2 separate regions of the Mus musculus genome follow, and region 1 is linked to region 2. Evidence: chromatin contacts called from public Hi-C data. All regions are on one chromosome and are shown on one strand. Each heading gives the region's core, a stretch centred on a gene start, on an enhancer-like site or on the middle of the called end of the contact. The rest is flanking DNA. Distances are from core to core; before and after follow the strand shown.

What was found. Hi-C and Micro-C count contacts between places; a contact is called where the count stands out from the background.
Region 1: a contact with region 2 is called in a Hi-C map of cerebral cortex, with 1.8 times the contacts expected there. The contact joins the enhancer-like site here to the promoter of Dyrk3 in region 2. A contact is called at or near these places in 4 of 39 promoter capture datasets (the C10 cell line, hematopoietic stem and progenitor cells, hippocampal neurons and 1 more), 2 of 15 datasets of contacts at CTCF or cohesin (CD8 T cells and the NIH/3T3 cell line), 2 of 484 Hi-C or Micro-C datasets (cerebral cortex and cortical neurons), 7 of 115 datasets of contacts at active chromatin or transcription factors (CD8 T cells, the HPC-7 cell line, the SCID.adh cell line and 4 more) and 4 of 9 other capture datasets (adipose tissue, liver, macrophages and 1 more).

Annotation. Positions count from the first base shown.
Region 1 is chr1:131,070,415-131,077,514 of GRCm38.p6, forward strand. The region is part of intron 1 of Mapkapk2 (MAP kinase-activated protein kinase 2); the gene reads right to left. It also overlaps the pseudogene Gm25549. Among named protein-coding and RNA genes, the nearest start is that of Mapkapk2, 24 kb to the right of the region's middle. Within about 2 kb of position 4,222, at least 69 of the 459 cell types and tissues checked have an H3K27ac peak or open chromatin away from gene starts, as enhancers often do. A contact at or near this core is called in the HPC-7 cell line, adipose tissue, cerebral cortex and 4 more, where this site is marked.
Region 2 is chr1:131,133,515-131,140,390 of GRCm38.p6, forward strand. It overlaps Dyrk3 (dual-specificity tyrosine-(Y)-phosphorylation regulated kinase 3), which reads right to left and starts at 4,720. Exons shown (of 3, transcript NM_145508.2): 1 at 4,566-4,720; 2 at 2,746-2,857. The coding sequence starts at 4,642.

The DNA of each region.
Region 1 (7,100 bases), core at 2,972-5,471, 64 kb before region 2:
ATTTAACTCAGCTTTTCCTACTGTCCAGTGTCTCTCAGCTGATTTAACTTGGCTTTTTCTACTGTCCAGTGTCTCTCTGCAGCTCTTGTGCCCTGCTTCTGGCCAGCCTGGACAGTCTGTGATAATGCCTTTTAATATTTTTCTCAGAAACATTCTTTATTTTATGGTTTGTTTCTGAGGTTGGAGGAATGTTAATCTGTGTTTTCCATTGCTGCAACAAATCATGTCCCCATAAATTCATGGCTATATTAGCAACATGTGGCTTTCATTTTCCTCTGTCCTTCGGGCCCTATGCACTCAGTTTTACCTGAGATAAAGTTTCAATCCCTAGAAACTGAATACTTACCTGCTGAAGAGGCCAATCTGGACGCCAAGATCTTGGTGAAATTATTGTTACATCTGCTCCTGTGTCTACTAAGCCTTCAATTTCAATGTCATTTATTTGTATTTTTAGCTTTGGTCTCTGATCATTTGTAGCAGTTTGCCAAAATATTTGTTTTCTGGTCTCCCCTGAATTCTTTGTTTTATCTACTGAAACTCTTCTGATCTTGAGTGTATCCAGAGCAGTACTGTATTTAAAAACAGGCGCTAAATCTTTTAATTGCTCTATGGATGAGTTTCCCCAAAGTTGACAGGGAATGATTGAATGGAATTTGGTACTGGGGCCTTTGGGAGGCTCCCTAGGGCATTTCCCAATGGCAAAGTGTTACCCTGCCTAGCCCTTGTTGACTTATATTCATTAGTCCAATGCTGGGTTATACCATACCTTCTGCATACTCTAAAATTTAGTCTGGGGCCTTCTTTTTGGATTATCTCTAGAAAAAATATTATTTCTAGAAACACCTTGCCTTTCCGGATGACTTTGCTTTCCACAACTAAAACATCTGCCATTTTGATTTCCCTTTAAACTTTTTTTTTTCTTTTTTTCGAGACAGGGTTTCTCTGTGTAGTCCTGGCCGCCCTGGAACTCACTCTGTAGACCAGCTGGCCTCGAACTCAGAAATCCGCCTGCCTCTGCCTCCCAAGTGCTGGGATTAAAGGCGTGTGCCACTACTGCCCAGCCCCTTTAAACTTTTAGGAATTACTTCCCCTATCAGAGTAGCATCATAACTGTGAGCTCTAGTATCACCTAATCACAAGGAAAGTGAGGCACTGAAAGATGGATCCCAAGACCTAAAACCTGCTAGCAAGCCAGGCAGGGCAGAGTGGGTGTCAGCTCAGGAAAAGAGAGCAGAGTGCCTCAGCGCGTGAACTAGATGCTGCAGCCAAGTCAAAACTGATCAGGGAGGAAGGGGCCCCCTGTTGGGAACAGAAACTGGGGGAATGTCCATGGCTACCCTGCCCATCTGTTCTAGCACGAAGGCTCGATGTCTGTCAGACTAGAAATGCTAAACATGGGCAAGGAAGCAATCCGCAATCCAGAGTGCTAACACTCTACCCACTGAGAGGTACAGAGTTACTGCTTGTTTAAAGGGAAGACCAAACACACGGACTGGTTTACATGCACCATCTCTGGTAAAGCTCTGGGGCAGATCATCAGCTAGGCCTTCACTGTCCAGCCTGGGCTCCCTGAGAAATCACGGCCAGTGACTCGCATTTCTTGTCTCAAAGAGTTACTAAATTATGCTTAGGCCCCCATGGTGGTGCTATTTTGGGAGGTTCTGGACACTTTAAGAGGTTGAAACCTGACTAGAGAAGGCAGGTCACTAAAGGTAAGTCCTTGAATGGATTCTGTCACCAGCTCCCCATCTTGTTATTTCCCATAAACAGCTCTCTTTTACTACGTTCCTCCAAGCACATGGGGCCATGTTGACTATGGACTGGACTCTCTGAACCTTGAGCCAGTATAAACCCTTCCTCGGATGGCTTTTGCTAAGGTGTTTGGTCATACCAAAGCAAAAGCTAAAAACACTGGTGTTACTCACAATAGGTGTCTTCTCCCACTACAGACCAAGGCAATGTCTTGTCCATTCTTTGGTTCCAAGTTGTAAGTCCCCAATACACGGCACTTGAGAGGAAGTCCATAAAAATCTGCTTGCTGACTAACTCAGAGAGTCCACCCCATGACAAAAACAAGGAATGCCATCCTTGGCTTTGTCTAATATTTTACCACTGAGCTGACTAACGACATCACCGACAACAAGCTTATGAAATCTGCAGTGTGGAAAGAGCAGACAGAAACAATCAGGCGTGGCCTGGGCAACAGGGTTTTTTGTTACTGCTTTTGCTTTAAGACACAGTAGGAGAAAACATGAGGCAAAAATCGCCTCCAAGACCTGTTAGTATTTCTGGAGTCACTACAACAGCAGAGGAGGAAGGAACCTTGTCACAGGAGTGGCTCCAGATACCAGGGAGCAAAGGCTCTGTCTGCCTGCCTGGGGTGGACCCAGCCGGTCTGCCACCATCTGGGCAGTGGCCCCAAGGAGGTTCCTATCGTCAGGCCTCCAGTCCCCTTCCACACAGAATAGGACAATAATGTATCTTCCTCAGGGAGGGGTTAATAAAACTGGGCTTAGATCTGTGCCTCCTGCAGTAAACATACTTGTTGGTTTTTGTTATTAAGCTACTTCTAAGAAAAACAAAGGGTGTAAAGAATTGTGACTAAAGGCATAGTTCTAAAGTTCATTCAAATACCAACTTCAACCTTGCCTGGCCTTAACCAATGACTTCATTTTCTCAATCTACACTACCCTCAGCCACTTAATGCAGACAGTGATAGTATCTAAATGTGTATCAAATATGTATCAAAATATGCCATGAGTTTCTCGTTAGAGACAAGGAAGAAACAGAAGCACAAACTTTCCCAGATGGCCTGCTGACCAATAACCAACTGACTGTAAAAAGATTGGTCACTGCCCACAATATTACCATGTGCACGGTGACCTGCACACTCAAGAGCTCACAGAGAAGTTTGTCCTCCACACAATCACTCAATGCTAATCCACCACGGCAGCCGAAAGCTGAGCCACGCTGCCGAGAACTGGTCATTTCATCTGTAGTAGGTGAAACTCATGAACGTTAGAAAATGAAGACCACACAAAACACATAACTTGGAAGTATGCACACTAGAGATCCATAGTGATTAGCTTTAGGAAAAGCAACAGCTTGGACCTGTTTTCAAACTAGGCTGACCCTCCCCCCATCAAGACCACTTCATTCTACTTCCTGATCAGCAGGAACAAAAGACTCCAAGGGAAATAAATGTTGCCCCACAAACCTAGCAGGGACCCGTCCTCTGGAAAGTGATGGATGGATTGCTTCATGGATGTGCATGTCCTGTGTAGGGGCCATGCTAGTCTTCTCTGTATAGTTCCATCTTTAGTGAGTGTGGTACCACCAAACTATACTGATGCTTGCCCCAAGGCACACTTGGCAGTTATCTGGCATAAGTGTTCATTATCACTGCTTTGGGGAGCACATGGCAACTGCATCTAAGCAGTGAAAGCCATAACGTTGCTCATTCCTACAAATCCCAGGACAACATCAACTTCTACCCTACCCCCACTCTCCCTGGCTCCTATCACAACAATGCATCTAGTCAATAATACCACAGCTAAGAAAGGCTGATTTAAACCAGGGTCCCAATAAAGCTAATTTTAGTAGTAGCTTTTTCATCAGCTAGAAGCAGGGATTAAATGAGACAAGAGCAAACAGAATGTGTGCAGCTCCTGTTCGAGGATTCAATGTGATATCACGCTGAGTATCTTAACAGCAACATCAGTCAGTCGGATGGGCAGCACTGTGATGGACAGTAACTCATCTGGCACGGCACAGCGCCACCCACGGTCTGCACTGCACACACACACACACACACACACACACACACACACACCACACCCAGGGTGCCGCAGCTCAGCTCTAGGTCACACAGGGAAAACTGTGCTCCTGCTCAGAAGAGGAAAACCACGCTGTGGCAGATCTGAGGACCACAACACAAGAGAAACAGTCCACAAAACTAGAGCAACAGGCCTGAAGAGACAGCCCTCAAGCGGGAGTCAGGGACTCAAAGCAGACTAAATTCTGTTTCTCAGTGGCAGCAAGCAGGTCAACAATGATAAAGTCTTATAAGACTGCCATTTTCCTCTTCTGGAAAAAGTTGGGCAGGCTCCAAGGAGAGCCCACCCTCTTGGGGAGAGTAACTCAGCTGAAGAGTGGGCTCGCCCTAATCTCAGACAGTCAGAAGGCAGGGCAGCTGGCCAGGAATAGGCAGCCTCCAGTACCCATGCAATCACACGCCAGCTACTTCCCCGGGAGAGATGAAAACACCAGGCTCACAAGAAAAAGCCCTGTGTGGGAAGCTCTTGGAGTTTGAGTCCTCCGTTCTCAAAGCTGGAAACAACCCAAACGCCCATCCACAGGAGAGAAGATAAGCAACTATCGTGCCCACACAATGGAACAGGACTCAGCACAGAGAGTAACAGACCACCAGCACATGCAACCATGTGGATAAACCTCACATCACAGGTCGTTCACACATGCACACAGGCGTGCACACACATACATACATGCATACACACAGGTGTGTGCACACACACACACATACACACATACATACAAGAGTGGAGTGGTGTGTGTGTATGTCCATCTTGTCAAGGGGTATATATTGGTACCATTGAGAGGGCATGGAGGAATTTACTAGAGTAATAAGCTTTTTGCTATAGAGACTGGGGTTGTATATGGAACCCCTGTTAAGCTTCATCAAATTAAGATTTTTGTATCTCATTGCTATTTAATTTTACCAAAAGAGAGAGACAGAGACAGAGAGCGAGAACAATGGCAAATACTAGAATTTAGTGCAAATGCATACTGGAAGTACAAGGTGTCATGGGCTGGTGTCTAACCCACTCTGAAGTCCCTGCAAATACAAACTGTTTGGACAGGTCAGCTCAGAGTGCAAAGGGTGACAGAACAGTATGGTAAATGGCTAATGCGAGAACAAGGTGGCTGAGCAGACAATGTTAACCGCACATCACAGTAAGACAAAAAGAGAAAGAACAGCCAGGCTCCTGCACCACAAGGGACCAAGAGGAGGCTGGAGGTCACAGGAGGAAAGTATACAGGGTGCTCCTCTCAACCCACAAAGGGTCACTCAACGCAAGAACTGTGGAAGGCCAGGCTGACCCGGTGACACGCAACTCTAGCCAGCACAGAGCAAATGCAAGGCACTCAGACCTTGGATATCATCAATTCCTACTCCTATGGGACCAGCTGCATCATTGTGTAACAGTCAGGAACAAGTCCTGACCATTCTAGCCTGAGAGGAAGAGATCAACGCCCAGTGCAGGGGTGAGAGCATGTTTCTGTCCAGCTTTGACAGCCCAATATTTATAATGTCTCTAGAAACCACTTTTCTAGATAGAAACCAAATACACAGATGTCAATCAAACCTCCACTCATCTCCAGCAATCAGATCTACACAGGCCAAAAGCAGGAGCCTGCTGCTTCACCAAGGACTCCTCAAGAAGCAGCCTCAAGTCCAAGCAGCCCTGGACCACGATGTTCCGCTCCGCAGGTGAACCACAGCAAGCATCTGAATCAATAAGTAGACGCCCCTCCCTTAGCCCCAGCTTCCTGTGCGTGTGTGTGTGTGTGTGTGCGTGTGTGTGTGTGTGTGTTTCTGGCACAAAGAATATTATGGAAGCCAAAGACAATTAAAGAAATAAATTTTCTGGGTGAAAAAAAAAATCACATATTTTTCAAAAGTCCAGTTTCAATAATTTTAAGATTACCTTCTCTGTCCCCACCCCGACACAAATCATCTAAGTCTGGCCCCACAGATAACATGTGATGGACTTTGCTGAGACATCAAGAATGTGCGGGAAGGCAGAGCAAGCTGGTGTTAACGTAAGTGCTACAATTAGCTTACTGAGAAACTACAGACAAGTTACTTTCACCGTTTTCTTCCTTGTGTGATCTAAGACATGCCTGGTGCAAGGAGACCCTGTGGGTCTCCCCAGAAAAGCACAGGACACCAGCGAACCCCTCCTGGCTATCAATGCCTAAAACCAGCTAAGATCTCTCTCATCCTCGCCCTTTTGGTTTCCAGGGACCCTGAACCATTTGGAGCTTCAGGACTCGGGATCTTAAAAGAGGGAATATACATTTCAAATAAAAATGTCTCACAAAGCAAAACAACTGCTAGGCCATGGGTATGAGGTAAAAGATAGGTGGATGAGTGACGGCTCAGAGGCTATGGTGGTTTAAATGAGAAACGTCCCGTACAGACTTGGGCATTTCAACACAGGGTCCCCAGATGGTGGCATTGTTTGAAGAGATGACAGCCTAGTTGGAGTAGAAAATAGTAACTGGGAAACTTTGAGTGTTTAAAAGCCCCACTTCCAGTTTCTCCCCTGCACTTCAAGATATACTCTCTTAGTTCCTGCTCCTGCTAACATGCCACCTGCTGGCTATCATGCCTCTGGCTGCCATGATGGGTTCTCACCCCTCTGAAACTGTAAGCCAAAATAAACTCTCCTTAAATTGCCTGTGTTTGGTCTTTGTTTGGTCATGGTGCTTTATCATGGCAACAAAGTAACGGGTACAGAGGTCAAGACCCCAAAAGAGGAGCCTGCAGAGTGAGGAGAAAGTCCCAAGGGAAACCCCTGAGATCCTCATCACACAAAATAGCAGGATGTCATCTAGATCCAGATGGGCCACCGTGCAAGCACGACACTGACACAGGCTAGGCCTAAAGAGGCAATGGTGCTCCAATGTCAGCTCTTCCCCAGTACAAGCACACCGCATTCTGACTCGAACCCTAGGACAGTTAAAGGCACTGGCCAGAAGATGATGGGCAGGCAGCCACTACAGCATTAGGCTCAGCCACCGCCCTCTTTCCTAGCCTTCAGGGGCTTGGTTAAAGAGCTGACACTGCCTGTCACAACCTGGAAAAAGTGAAGATTTCTAAATACATAAAGATCCATGAGGGGGGTGAGTTTCCATCATGACCAATTAATCTGGAGGATATCTAAAGGTTTTCCCATTAGCAGTGACGCATCCCCAGTTGACTGGAGGAGCCATCTCACACTTCACCTCATGTGTTCAGGCCTTCTCCACCCCTCAGCCCACCTCTACCTCAGTGAGGAGGTTCCTCTCCTACC
Region 2 (6,876 bases), core at 3,470-5,969:
AACTAAACCTTTGAAACTGTAAAGCCAGCCCAAATTAAATGTTTTCCTTCATAACACTTGCCTTGGTCACGGTGTCACTTCACAGAAATAGAAACCCTTAAACAACAGTATTCCTATATACGATATTATTAGTTACAAAATACTATATATTTCTAGTCTAGGATTATAATCATGATAATCAGAAAGGTATATAAGCCAGGTGCTGGTGGTGTACACCTTTAATCCTAGCACTCTAAGTCAGAGGCCAACCTGGTCTATAGAGCAAGTTCCAGGAGAGCCAGGGCTACACAGAAAAAAACCTGTCTCAAAAAACAACAACAAATAAGCAAACAAAAACCAGCAAAAAAAGAAAGCTATATAGTAGACTCAACCAAGTATTTTGTTAACCATGTAATTATGTACAAGAGACAGATCAAGCAAGGATATCATGTTTTATTTCTTAAAAATACTTCATGGGTACCATTAATGTGGAAAGCATATTGGGTTTTATATAAAATGTGCTGTACTAGTTAAGTCCTATAAAAATCCTGTTGGAAAATTCAGAATGAATAATCTCCTAATCCAGATATAAAAACCTACCCTTGGGAGCAGAGGATGTGCCTCAGTTGGTAGAGTGTTTGCCTACCATGCATGAGGTCCTGGGTTCAATCCTGACCCAACACCACCAAAACAAAAAACTCCTACCTTCTACCAGCTCCTGACCTTAATTAAATCTCTGCAGCAAAGAACTTGGTTCAATAGAACGAAGCCTTTAGGGAAATGACTGACAGATTAGAGCATGTGAAAGGAGCGCCTTGTAAAGCTCTCAGGCTGCCTCTGAGGCTGTGCCAGGACTAATGGACACTGCGAATGGAATCATAGCATTAGGGATTGTAAGTGCTCCCACGGGATTGAAAAGCACTCTCCCAGCCAAGTCTGCCAATAACAGAGGCTGGGGAGACAGGGCAGGGGTTAAAGTGTTTGCATGAGGACCCGTCCTGTCAGCACTGGGTGGGCATGGAATCTGCCTCTAATTCCAGCTTCAGAAGGCAAAAACAGAGCAAGCTGGCTAGCAAGGCTGGTCATGTGTGAAAGCTCTTGATCAAGAAACCAAATAAGACAGAAGAGCGTACATCAATATCACACACACAATAAAAGTGGATAGGGAGGTTAAAGAAAAGCCCTTGCAATGACATGTTGGATTAGAATCTAAAATCTTAGGGCTTCTCCATAACTGTCAGAGTCAACAACATGCAGTAAGAAATTCACTTGATCCTGAAATATAATTTGAGAGAAGTTTAGGATAGAGATCAACACGGATCAACTCTAACCTAAAGTTAAATGAGGTTTGTGCCTGATGCCCAACTGCAGGGAGCCAGGAAATTCGATGGCCACCACAGAGGTGGCTCTGGATTTCTCAGAGGTGTTCAGAGACCACAGAAATCAACTGACAGGAATGGAAAGAAGCCCCACTGTACCCCAGAAGAGATTAAAAATGGGGTGACCAGACTTCCAAACGTATTTAGACCAAGCTTGTAATATTATTAACCCTGAGAGTGGTAAGACCTAGGGAAGAACTAGAAACAATGACAAGGCTAACAAGATGGCTCAGCAGATAAAGGTGCTTGCCACTAAGTCTGGTCACACACACACCACAAAACATGCACAAATAAAATGTTACTATTTTTAAAGCAAAATTACAGAGTAAAGCAAGGAAGGAACAAAGCAACAAAGGTGGGTTTTAAGAGGAACCTCGGAAGGGAAAAGTACATAGCCGTGCCAGCTCAGGAAGTCAGACACTTCAGCAGATGACACATTGTAGCACAGTTTCAAGTCACAGACCGTGACTCCTTGCCTTGGAACTTGTCCAAACCCTGCTCTGCTCCTCTGCCTGTGCCTGTGGACTGTGAGTTCATCTCATTCTTACCTTAAACAAAAGGGCACCGAAAGCTAAGGGTCTGGGGCTCATAAAGGATCAGAATGTACCAAAGCCCAAGCTGGACGAGTGGCCCCCGGTGGTGCACGCCTTTGACCCCTACAGAGCGGGTTCCAGGACAGCCAGGGCAACACAGAGAAACCCAGGCTTACTGTTTCAACTTAATTTATGAAGTTTTGTTCTTTTGTTTTTTGGGTTTTTTTTTTTTTTTAAACTGTCTTTCATATACTGATCTGCCAGGACTAAACGGGAAAAACTGAGCTGATTGTGAATTCTGACACTATTTTCCTTGTTACTTCTGTTAAAAGAAGCCTTTGTCATGCTCTATGTATGTCACCTACCATAAAAAAGAAACACCGCTTAAACAAGAGTTCCTTCCGCGACCCCAAGTGCCATGCCTACCCCAGCAGAAGGAATAAGGAAAGGGTGGACTTCAAATCCAAACTGTTCCAAAAAAAGCCGACCTCAAACCACAGAAACTGTTTTCCCCAAGTCAGGAGAAATCAAAAGCAAACCAAGCATGGTAATATGAGTATGGTAATATACCCATTTAATCCCAGTACTCTGGAGACAGAGGCAGGTACACCTCTGACTTTGAATCCAGCCTGGTCTACACAGAGTTCCAGGTCAGCCAGGACTACACACACTAAGCAACTCTGTGTCAAAACAATAATCTTTCAAAAAGCAAAAGAACCACACACACTCCCCAACCAAAAACCTCAAAACAAAAGCAGCCAACCCACAAATAACAAATGGAACTCCCGCGTTGCCAAGAGCATTAAGGAGCACTTCCTCTTCCCCCAAGCAACTTTCTTTCCTTTCCTACTTACATTTAGCCTTCTGGAGACAGGTGCTTCAGAGGGGTTGCTGAATGTGTCCGAATAGGGTGGGCCCTTGGTTTCATCTATCATCATGAAAGTATCATAGACACCATCCCCCAACCTAGGAGAAACGGTTACAGATAAAACCGGTCAGTAACTAAACAAAATGAGCTTGCATTTTCAAAACACCCCAGGATTTAAGCGCTTCTTACCCTTTCTGACACTGCACAAAAACAAGCCGGGCAGTCGGCAGTGGGAGAGAAGGACTCTAACCTTTCTCTTCCCTGTAATTTTTTTTTTGTTTTTTTGAGACAGGGTTTCTTACATAGTCCTGGCTGTTCTGGAACTTGCTGTGTAGAGCAGACTGGCCTCGAACGCAAACTGATCCACCTGCCTCCACCTCTGCACCAACACATCTGTTTCCTTTTTCTTTGTAAAGAATGGAAAAAAAAAATCTCTGGATTCAATTTTACATTAGTTACAACAGACTGGTGTGGTGACACACTCCTTTAATCCCTCTCTCAGGAGGCAGAGGCAGGTGGATCTCTGCTGAGTTTGAGGCCAGCTTGGTCTACAGAGTGACTTCCAGGACAGCCAAAGCTACATAATAAAGAGACCCTGTCTCTAACTAACAAATAATAAGTAATCGAATGCTGTTCAAAAAATGAGGGACTACCAATTAACTTGAACTGAATAAGAAACCTAAAAGCAGAAAGAAATAAACATAACATAGAGGTTTGTTTTAGAATGCAAGTCTAACACCTCTATTCTAGTTTCAGCCCCTGGCTGTGCTACCTTCCCCCTCTGAACAGCCTCACAGGTAAATGGGAAGAAAAGGACGTCTACACTCTCAGACTACAAGAAGAGAAGACTAGCAGAACAGCTGTCTTCTCTTCATTATTTTATGCACCCATTTACAGCTAAGCTAACTAGTGAAAAAAGGCAGCCAACAGGAACCCACCCGATGCTTTGCTTTAAGTTACACGATGTACCAAATCTCTCTTCTGTTCCCACTTCATTTCCTGGCATATGGAGATATTTAAAATGCTAAAGGACTACAGAATGGTTCTGTCTTTACACTGTGGGTCCTCCACAGTGAAGGCACACAAACAATGGGCAGGATTTACTAAAGCCACAAGATGGCCTTGAATAATGCATTTTATCTGCTCCCAAGACTACGGATTTGCGGGTCACTCTGGTCACCGGTTCATGTTACCATCTCAGATTATATACTACTAACACAACCATGACTAGGTAACATTTTTCATTGTCTTTAAAAAAAATATCTTTTCAGTCACTTTTGAGATCTGTCTTATTAAAAAAAAATACTTATAGAGTTTAACACAAGTGTTAAAGGAATAAAGGAGGGCTTTAAAAACATCCCACAAGAAATTAAAATATCTTCTAAAAAATATATTGAGGTTCAGACAATGTTTTGATAACAGGCAATTTTCTAGACAGGTCCGGCCTCTGCCATACTGCACGATGAAACACACCAGCACCGCATCTGCAGAGTAACAGCCAGACGCGAACGAGCGGATTGGGTTCCTTTAGCCAGGGCCCGATGCGGAGGGGGAAAGGGACCCCCCCCCAAAAGCGGCACATGGGGAACAAGGTCCCGGGTCTCTGCTGCTCCACCCCAGGGCCAGGGCGGGCTGGGCAGACTCTCGGAGCAACAGGGCGCAGGTCTTGCGCGCAGGTCCCAGACCCAGCTCTCCGGAGGCCGCGCCGTCCCGCCCGCCCTCCCCCGCCCTTCCCGCTCACCGCGCTGATGGACAGGCAGCCCAGACCCGCAAGGAGTCCTCCCGCTCCTACCCGGGCGCCGTTACCTCCGCTGCTGCGGCGGGAGCCCGGCCCCCGGCAGCGCCGCGTCCTTCCTCCCGCGATCGCGGGCTGCGCCTCCCATCGCGAGCTCGCCCCGCGGACACAGAGGCGGCGGTTGGCCCGGTGGGTCGCCTCCAGCACCGCACCTGCTGGCTTCGCTACAAGACGAGGCTGGGCACTGGGCTCGCGCGGTCCGCAGGGAGACCACGCGGGAGCGGCCGCGTCGCTTAGCAACCGCGCACGCCCTGCCGCGCCTGCGCAACGCCGCCTTGGAGGGAGCGGGGAGGAGGCGGAGCGAGGGGCGTGCTGTTCCTGGGTGGTGTGCTCGCAGTTCTTTTTGCAAAAGAGGAAACTGGCTTGGAACCTACGCTTCTTCGTATTCACCTAGCCGTGAAACCAAACATGGGAGTATCAGCAGCACAGCCTGCCTGCTCAGCAGACCGCTTGGAGAGCTCTGCGCATCTTTAATATGTGAAAGCGTACCTCACTCTTTCTGAGAAGTACCGTCCATGTTAAGTCTATTTCGACAGTTAAAATGGAAGTGAAAAGAAAGGCTGTTAAGCCACAGAAGTGGCGGTTGTGTTGAGCTTGGTGCCCATCAGATTTCCTAAGGCTGCAAAACTCCTCTGCAAGAGCGGATTTGATTCCCAACACGGTCGTGGCAGTTCACAACCATCCATAACTCTAGTCCCGGGGTGTTTAATGCCCTCTTCTGACATCTGAGAGTAGCAGGCACGTATGTGGTGCACAGGCATAAACTCATACACATAGGATGAGCCCATTGGATCTATGAGAACAAAACAAAACAAAAACCAAAGGTTCTTCCACGCATCGGTGGCGCACGCCACCTGGTGCACACTGGAAATTATTTCATAGAGCATAATTCCACGAATCTTCAAATGTCCAACCGAGGCTCCTTTTGGGGTTCGTAAAAGTCACAGTCCCTGTTCTCAGAAGATCCACACTCTATTTGCAGCTAAGAATCTGTCCATTTGGGACACTTTATTTTCATCTGTTCAGTGTTGACTTAGCCTGTGATATAAGTAAAAATGTTTTCTTCAATGATGATCTTTTAGAAGTTTTCTGTCTCTCTTTCATCCACAACCAGTGCAATCTTACTTTCCTAGGGTTTTTGTTTTTAAATTGGGCTCTTTGACTCTTGTTTGTAGACAGAGTTCCATGGCAACAAAGGCACCTCCCCCGCTCCAAGATTACAAAATTCTACTAACTGATCCTGCTCTCAGGACTTCTAAGAGGTGAACACCCCAGACTACTACCGGAAGGGTTGGTTGGGACTTGCCTGGACATGTTTAATTACCTCATTTCGAATCACTGCAAGTCTTCCCTTCTGTCTTTAAGGCGCATCTTCTAGAGCCAAGCTAAAGCCTTCCTGTTCTACTTGCCTCCAGCGGGTTAGGGGAGTAGATACAGAGGCTGCCTTTGTCTTTAGTAGGTTATTTCCCTAGTAAGGGAGGGAGAACTCCTTGAGGGTGCTGGACCTCCTGAGTATCTGACCTTGGTGACCTAAGTACTTTTCAGTATTTCTTCAAAGAACCCCTGTTTTGTAACAACGACCACACCCTCATTAAGCAATTGCCCTGTACCCTCCGGCTCTTGAAAAGACTCATTTAAGTGTACTTCAACAGATATTGAAATACAAAGAAAATACGATTTCTCTGTATAAAGTGTTCCATATGCTTACATATGTGCAACCTATGGAAATCTATGCAAAATATATTTGATAAATGTTACATTAAAGTAAGTAAAAAAAGGTGGGGGAACATGCTGGTGGAAGGACAAAGTTTTGAGGAAGTGAGGAGTAGGAGGGAGGGACTTTGGTTGGATGTGATCGGATATATTGGATAGGGGCTGGAGAGATGGCTCAGTGGTCATGAGCACTAGCAGCTCTGGAAGAGGATCGGACATCTGAGAGTACCAGGCACACATGTGCTGCACCGACATATGCTCAAAAGAATAAGATAAATCAAAAATTTTTTCCAAAGATATAGTGTATGAAGTCACTGAATAATAAATTAACGGATTTTAAATAAATGAAGAGTGGTTGGAAATCAGCATTATCTTTCTGAAAATATAAAATAAGAATCCTACCACATACTAGCCAAGTCACCTGAGATGTCTGCCTGTCTTTAGAAGCCAGTTCTAGTGAACAGGAAAACTAAAGAGCTTGCAATATGTGTTTTAAATGCAATTATCCCAAAATCATAAGGAAAAGACACAGGGACCTGGAGTATTGCTCAGTAGACCAATGTCTGTGTAGCATGCAAGAGGCTCCGGTTTAGATCTCCAGTACAGAAA